Regions from separate parts of the Mus musculus genome. Here region 1 is linked to region 2. The links are chromatin contacts, called in public Hi-C maps. All regions are on one chromosome and are shown on one strand. Each heading gives the region's core, a stretch centred on a gene start, on an enhancer-like site or on the middle of the called end of the contact. The rest is flanking DNA. Distances are from core to core; before and after follow the strand shown. Region 1 holds the start of Clk1 (CDC-like kinase 1). Region 2 holds the start of Coq10b (coenzyme Q10B).

Evidence for each region. Hi-C and Micro-C count contacts between places; a contact is called where the count stands out from the background.
Region 1: a Hi-C map of uterus shows a contact between it and region 2, with 8 times the contacts expected there. The contact joins the promoter of Clk1 here to the promoter of Coq10b in region 2. A contact is called at or near these places in 1 of 39 promoter capture datasets (cranial neural crest) and 1 of 484 Hi-C or Micro-C datasets (uterus).

The regions. Positions count from the first base shown.
Region 1 is chr1:58,422,713-58,425,920 of GRCm38.p6, forward strand. It overlaps Clk1 (CDC-like kinase 1), which reads right to left and starts at 1,376. Exons shown (of 13, transcript NM_001042634.2): 1 at 1,208-1,376.
Region 2 is chr1:55,050,677-55,054,274 of GRCm38.p6, forward strand. It overlaps Coq10b (coenzyme Q10B), which reads left to right and starts at 2,094. Exons shown (of 5, transcript NM_001039710.1): 1 at 2,094-2,314. The coding sequence starts at 2,199.

The DNA of each region.
Region 1 (3,208 bases), core at 126-2,625, 3.4 Mb after region 2:
TCTATAAAATGAGTTCCAGGACAGCCAGAGCTATACAGAGAAACCCTGTCTGGAACAGCCCCCGCCCCCAAAGTGTTTTGTTTGTTTTTGGTAAAATACCAGTTTGGATGTTATGAAGTGTTTGTTTACAGCTATTAAAAAAAAAAAAAAAAAAAAAAAAAAGCTGCTCAGCAGATGACCTCAATTCCCAATTCACCGTCAAGTAAATGCCCACGGTCCCCGCTGACACTCTTACTGCTAGCAGAGGGAGACTGGGAAAATTATGAAAATATGGGAGGAAAGCCTGAGAAGGTAACAGGCGCGCCTTTTATGCCGAGTCAACAAAATTCGGGCTCCACCAATAAAGCCACTCTACTTAACTGTACAGGACAGGCCATGATGTTGAAAATAAAGCTGTTCAGAGCGGAAGTGACGTACAATCTTAGGGTGTTCCCCTCCTGTTTCCTAAAGGTAAACAACTCCCCCGTTACAACTTTGTTTACAAAGGAAATTTTCTATAACTTTTTTTTTTTTGAGACAGGCTCAAAGGGGATTAAAAGGCGAGCGACAGGCAGTACAGCCCGGCCGTCTTGAGTTTTAATGTTACAAAACCTAAGTAAATCCTAAACCTTCTTAAAAATCACTTGTTCCTCGCTCTCACAAGCGCTGTCCCGGTGTGCCTCGTTTTCATTATGCTCGACTTCGCTATCTATCGACCGCCTCTGAAATTCTTTTCTTCGTCGAAGGCGGAAACTACACAGAACTGAGGTGACAGCCTGCTGTGACGCTGTCCCCGCAGCGCCCATCTCTAACAAGATCAGCGACCGCAGCGTGTGGGGCCGGCCTGGTTACCAAGACCTTTCGCTTCAAATATAAAGAAAAACAGCACCAAAACCTGCGCCGTGCCACCGCCGAGAGCAAAACCAGGACCGACCGAGTCCAAGCGAAGGCCGCGCCCTGGCGCCGCCATGGCGAAGGACGAGCGCGGCCTTCCCCCTACCGCCATCTTAGGTCCCGCCGCGGCAGCTCGGGCTCTTGCAGTCGGCCGGCCCTCCTCGGGACGCGGAGCCTGCGGGCATCGTCCCCGCCTACGCAGAAGCCAGCGGCCAGAGCTCCGCAGCCGGGGCACAGAGCCCCTTCGCGTGGCTCCGCCGTGAAGAGCCGCAGCGGGGTCCTTGGAGGCGGCGGGAAGATACAAGGAAAGGCCCTGACAGACACCGCGTCTTACCTTTCCAACCCTGAAGACAAAGCTTGCAAGGCGAAGACAAAGCTTACAAGGCGACGGCGAGAAGTCTGCAAACGATTACGACGATCTCCCAACACAAAATGGTGCGGACAGACGCAGTGCGAGCTTCTTCTCGGAAAAACTGGTGACGTAGATGGGCGGGGCCTATACCGGTCCTGAGTGCGCAGGCGCGGGCCCGCTGCCCAAATGGGCGAGGGATGGAAGGACTTGGTCCTGACTGTCCTTGCTGTGGCTTCTTGAGGATACTTAGACACTACAGGTTACAGTAATAGTATAATCCACGCTCGCTCTCCCTCTCTCCTTTTTCTCTTCCCTCCTGACTGCAACCTTTTAAACTACACCAACAAAGTATCTCTGGTTAGTAACTCAGTGACTACAGTTATGTTGACCTGTCTTAAACTAGTTTTTAGTGGTTGGGTATGACATGCACTGACGCCAAAAATGTTAGAAATGAGCATGGTGGCACACGCCTTTAATCCCAGCACTTGGGAGGCAGAGACAGGCGGATTTCTGAGTTCGAGGCCAGCCTGGTCTACAAAGTGAGTTCCAGGACAGCCAGGGCTATATATACAGAGAAACCCTGTCTCGAAAACCAAACCAAACCAAACAAAACAAAAAGTTAGAAATGGTGGAACAGGAGCGGAATAGTGTAAATAGACAGATTAGTAAGTAGTCTTGAAGACTTTGAGGATGCCCCCCCCCCCCCCATAGTAGCTTCCCCCAGCCTTGAGTAGGCTGGCTTTGACCTTGTTGCCACTGAGAATGAGACTACCTGGGGTGGAACCTTCCAACTTAGATGGCTCTATTGTTCCGTCACCTGCCACTGCTACCTGCTGAGAGGCCCTTTAGATATTCCAGAGACTTCATCCAGCAGATCACCTACAGGCTGGCAACAGGCATCAAGAATGGCTTGGGGGGCGGGGGGTTATGGTTTTGAGACAGGGTTTCTCTGTGTAGCTCTGGCTGTCCTGGAACTCACTTTGTAGACCAGGCTGGCCTCAAACTCAGAAATCCGCCTGCCTCTGCTTCCCGAGTGCTGGGATTAAAGGCGTGCGCCCCACGCCAGGCTTAAGCACAGACTCTTAGTAAACTTGGGGGCCTTGAACAGAAATGTGTCTTGGCCTCCATTATTTCTCTCGCCATTTCCTTCCATACAGCTCCGGCCTCCCACTCAGGAACCCAGTTAGTGTGGCCTCAGGCGGCTTAACTCCTATTTCGCTGGTAACTCTAAAAAGGTAGATATTAGGGGGAGGAGAAAAAGGGGGGTGCGTAGGTATCAGTTTTGCAACTCCTTTGCTTTCACCTTTAAGAGTTAATCTAGACCTGGGCATGGTGGCATATCCCAGCACTAAGGAGGCAGAGACAAGGGTTATCTCTGAGTACAAGTTCAGTGTGGTCTATATCGCAAATTCTAGCCAGAACTAAAAACAGGGGAAGAGGAGGGTGCTGGCGTTGGCTTAACAGGTAAAGACACAATGCCACCAAGCCTACCTGAGTTCAATCTCCAGGAAACACATACTGGAAAGAGAGAATCAATTCCTACACACACACACACACAAATAAAGTATTTTTTAAAGAAATTAAAAAATTTTTTAAAAATTTAAAAAATTTTAAATGTACATGTATGAATATTTTGCCTACATGTATATGTTGGGGTCCAGGAGTTGGCTCACAAACCACACAAACACTGATCTCAGTCAGACAGGGATAGTTTATTGAACATATGCCCTAAGACTGATCGATCAGGGCTGCAGCTCAGAATTCGAGGGCTGAGCCATGACTACAAACATTTCTCAGGGACAGCTTATTAAAACACACACACACACACACACACACACACACACACACACAAAGTGCTGTGAATTCATACCCAGGTGCAGGAAGTGCTGCCCGGTAGTTAGCTCTGACTCCAGCCATTTTAGATGTAACATCTCATATTGACTTTTAACTTGATGGGTCCTACATAAAGCTTTGTGGAATTTC
Region 2 (3,598 bases), core at 844-3,343:
TTCTTACAGTGATTTTAAAATATTTACTTATTTATCTATTTAGTGTTTTTCCAGACAGGGTGTCTTGGTGTAGCCCTTGCTGTGTTGGAACTCATTCTTTAAACTGAGCTGGCCTCAAACTCACACAGATATGCCTGCCTCTGCCTCCTGAGTGCTGGGATTTAAGTAAAGATTAATTTTTATTTGTAAAGCTTTTAAGAATTTATAGCATGTGTTGTCAGGCTTAGCCAAAAGCACCTTTATCTTGAGAGACCTCCCTAGTCCTTACCCTTAGTGTGTGTGTGTGTGTGTGTGTGTGTGTGTGTCAGTGCCTGCAGAGAACAGGAGAGGTTAACAGATATCCTCGAACTGTTACTGATGTTGTGAGCTGCCTAACATCAATTCTGGCAATGGAACTGGTCTCCCCTGCAATAGCAGCTCTTAGTTGTTGAACTATCTCTCCAGCTACATCATCATTTCATTTTCAATGTTTTTAAGCATCTCCCTGTGCAGTTCAATCTAGCCTGGGTAGTTTTTCTTTCAGTATCTCTAGTGCCAGGATTACAGGCACAGCACACTGTGCTCTACTCTTTTTTTTTTTTTCTCCACATCTTAGGGTTTCTATTGGTATGAAGAGACACCATGACCAAAGCAACTTTTTATAAAGGACAACATTTAATTGAGGCTGATTTCAGAGGTTCTGTCCATTATCACGGCACGAAGCATGACAGTGTACAGTCAAACATGTCCTGGAGAAGCCAAGAGTTCTACATCTTGACTCAGAAGCAGGTGGGAAGAGATGCCCTTTTCCAGGCAGCCAGGAGGAGGGTCTCTTCTGCTCTGGCCAAAGCTTAAGCTTTGGACCTCAAAGCTCACTCCTACAGTGACTCACCTCCTCCAACAAGCCCAAACCTACTCCAACAATGCTACACTTCCTAATAGTACCACTTCCCATGGGCTAAGCATATTCAAACCACCACATACAAGTCACATAATTACCCGATAATGCAGTACACATTAGTTCTATCTTCCCTTTTGGAATATGAGCTATGTGAGGAGACAGACTCATTCACACCTCCAACATCTAGTAAGTCTTTCAAAATATATTATTGCCTATGTTTAACCAACAATCTCATTTATTCCTCAAGCTCTGCTAACCAAATGCAGCAGGCAGGATGGCCTACTGGGTAGAACTTGCTGTGCAAGTCTGATGACTCAAATTGAATCTCCAGGAACCCACATAAAGATGGAAGGTGAAGAGGTGACTTCACAAATGTGCCGTCTGACTTTCATAAGCCAAACACACATCACACACGTACATTCATATAGTAATAAAATATAATTCTATTTTTTAAAAAACTGTATTAGAGTCAGTGAGATGGCTAATCATTTAAAAAAAAACAATCGCTATGCAAGCCTGTTAAGTGAGTTCTTATTCCTTAGACCCACATGGGAAGACTCTGACCTTCACATATGCGTTTGTTACGTGTGCCCCTCCCTTATATGTAAGTCAGGACCTCATCCAATCCCTGAATGTGGCAAGCAAAATTGTTGCTTTGTATAGAATGAGAAAAACCTGGATCATAAAGGCAACACTACACCATATCTTGGCCACGTATGAAGAAGGCAGCTAGAACTGACAGGTCACTGGGCCTGTTCGGGGCGGTATGACCCGAAGTTGCTCTCTGAACAACACCTCAGGGTCAGCACAGCAGGTACCGTTTGAGATCGTCAATACACAGTAAAATCTGCCAGGCTCGGCAGCAGGAGCGAAAACACGCTGGGCCAGCGCTGGGTGGGGTGGGTGTGGGAGGCAGTTACATAATTAGCCAGCTCCTGGGCTTTCCTCCCCCGGCAGGGCGGCCCTCACGAGCCGAGCCTCGAGACTCGACCCCAAATAGCTCCAGGAAAAAACCCGGACCGTAGGTGAACCCAGGAGTTCGTCACGAAGATTACATAAGTGGCAGACTCCTGGCAGGAGCAGAGCGTGTCCCGGAGATCCGCGCCCCGATTGGCTGTCCCGAGGCGGCACTGGACACGTGCGTCAGCCTAGCGTCAGCGTGGCGTCATGGGGTTGGGAGGGACTTAGTGGGAAGAGGCGTGTCCAGCTGCTCAGAGGGCTCCCGGATTGGCTGAGAGGCGCAGGAGCCGTCCCTCCAGGCCGGCCTGAGGGCGGCGCCTCGTTCCGGGTGCCCGCGTTGGCTACCGGCTTCACAAAGATGATCATGGCAGCTCGGACCAGTCAGAGGGCCCTGGCGAGGGTGGCATCGGGGTGCCATCCGAAGTCGACCACCGTGACGGAAGCCCCGGCGCGGGGGTCTGCGCGCGACGTCAGGTAGCGAGCGGAGGTTTTCCGGGCGGCGGGTTCGGGACGGGCCTGTGGCCGGGGCGCTGACCCTAGTCGGCTCCGGAGACCCGGGGCGCGGCGCTCGGCCGGCTGGTCTGCGTGCACCTCATATTATCGGGGTGAGTCAGCGACGAGACGGCCGTGGGAGGACGGACAAGCAGCCGGGTCTCCGGCTCCCGCCCTTCCGGTCTCCAAGAGGTGGGCGGCGGCCGTCGGGAAAGTTTAACTGCGCCCGAGAGCGCCGGCTCCCGGGCCGTGGGAGTGCGTGTCCTGGCGGTGAACCGCTTGTCAGACGCTCTCTCACTTGCTGTGGAGTTCTTTGACCCCGGCCACTCAGCGCTTGCAAAATGAAACACAGCCAACAAAGAGGACCTGTTGTTTTTTTCACTACACTGTAACTTTGAGGTCCTGTAACCTTGAAGATGGCTCTGTCCTCGGTTTTCCTGCTTGGTCCTTTAGGTGGAGATGAACCTAGAGACCTGAAGGACACTATAAGTCTACAATGCAGTTTTCTATTACAAATAAGACTGTAATAAAGTATTCTCAAAAATTAAAATTAACTCAGAGTGGCGGCTCACACCTGTAATTTTAGCAATAAAGTCAAGTAAGTATCGCGGTGGGTTCAAGGCCAACCCGAACTACAAAGTGAGCCCCTGTCTCAGGACCAAAAGAAAAGAAAATTGGTATTTGAGATGAATCAATATGTATACATTACAGAGGAGAAAGTCCAACTCTTGCCTGGGTTTCAGAACATTTTGGTTGAATGAAGACTTTAAAATGTCAGCCAAGAGGCCAGGTCTGGTGCTTTGGAGGCCAGCCTGGTCTGTGTAGCTAGTTGCATATCAGCCAGAGCTACAAGGTAAGATTTGTCTCAAAAACAAACAGAAACTAGCAGCCATGCTTCATCTCCAAATCTTACACAAACATGTTGAAACTGTGAAATCGGGTAGTTTATCCTCAAAAGATAGCTTTTCAAGCAGGACATACTGCTTATATTACTGATTAAATGTTGCTTTGCTGCTTATGGTCCGAGGCTCATGCTCAGAAAGTCCATACCAGCCTCAGCCTGGGAAATACCAAGTGACTGGATCTAAAAAAAAAAAAGGCAACAAAAATGGTATATAAATGCATAAAAGTATTACATTATCTTGTGTTCTGGCCTTTAATGTAATATGTTATTTGAGAGAGTAGTTTTGGAATATTAGTGATTACAAAGTCTGTTTTCAATATGTTACAGTACTCACTTGTTAGCTTGACTGTGTATGTAGCTAG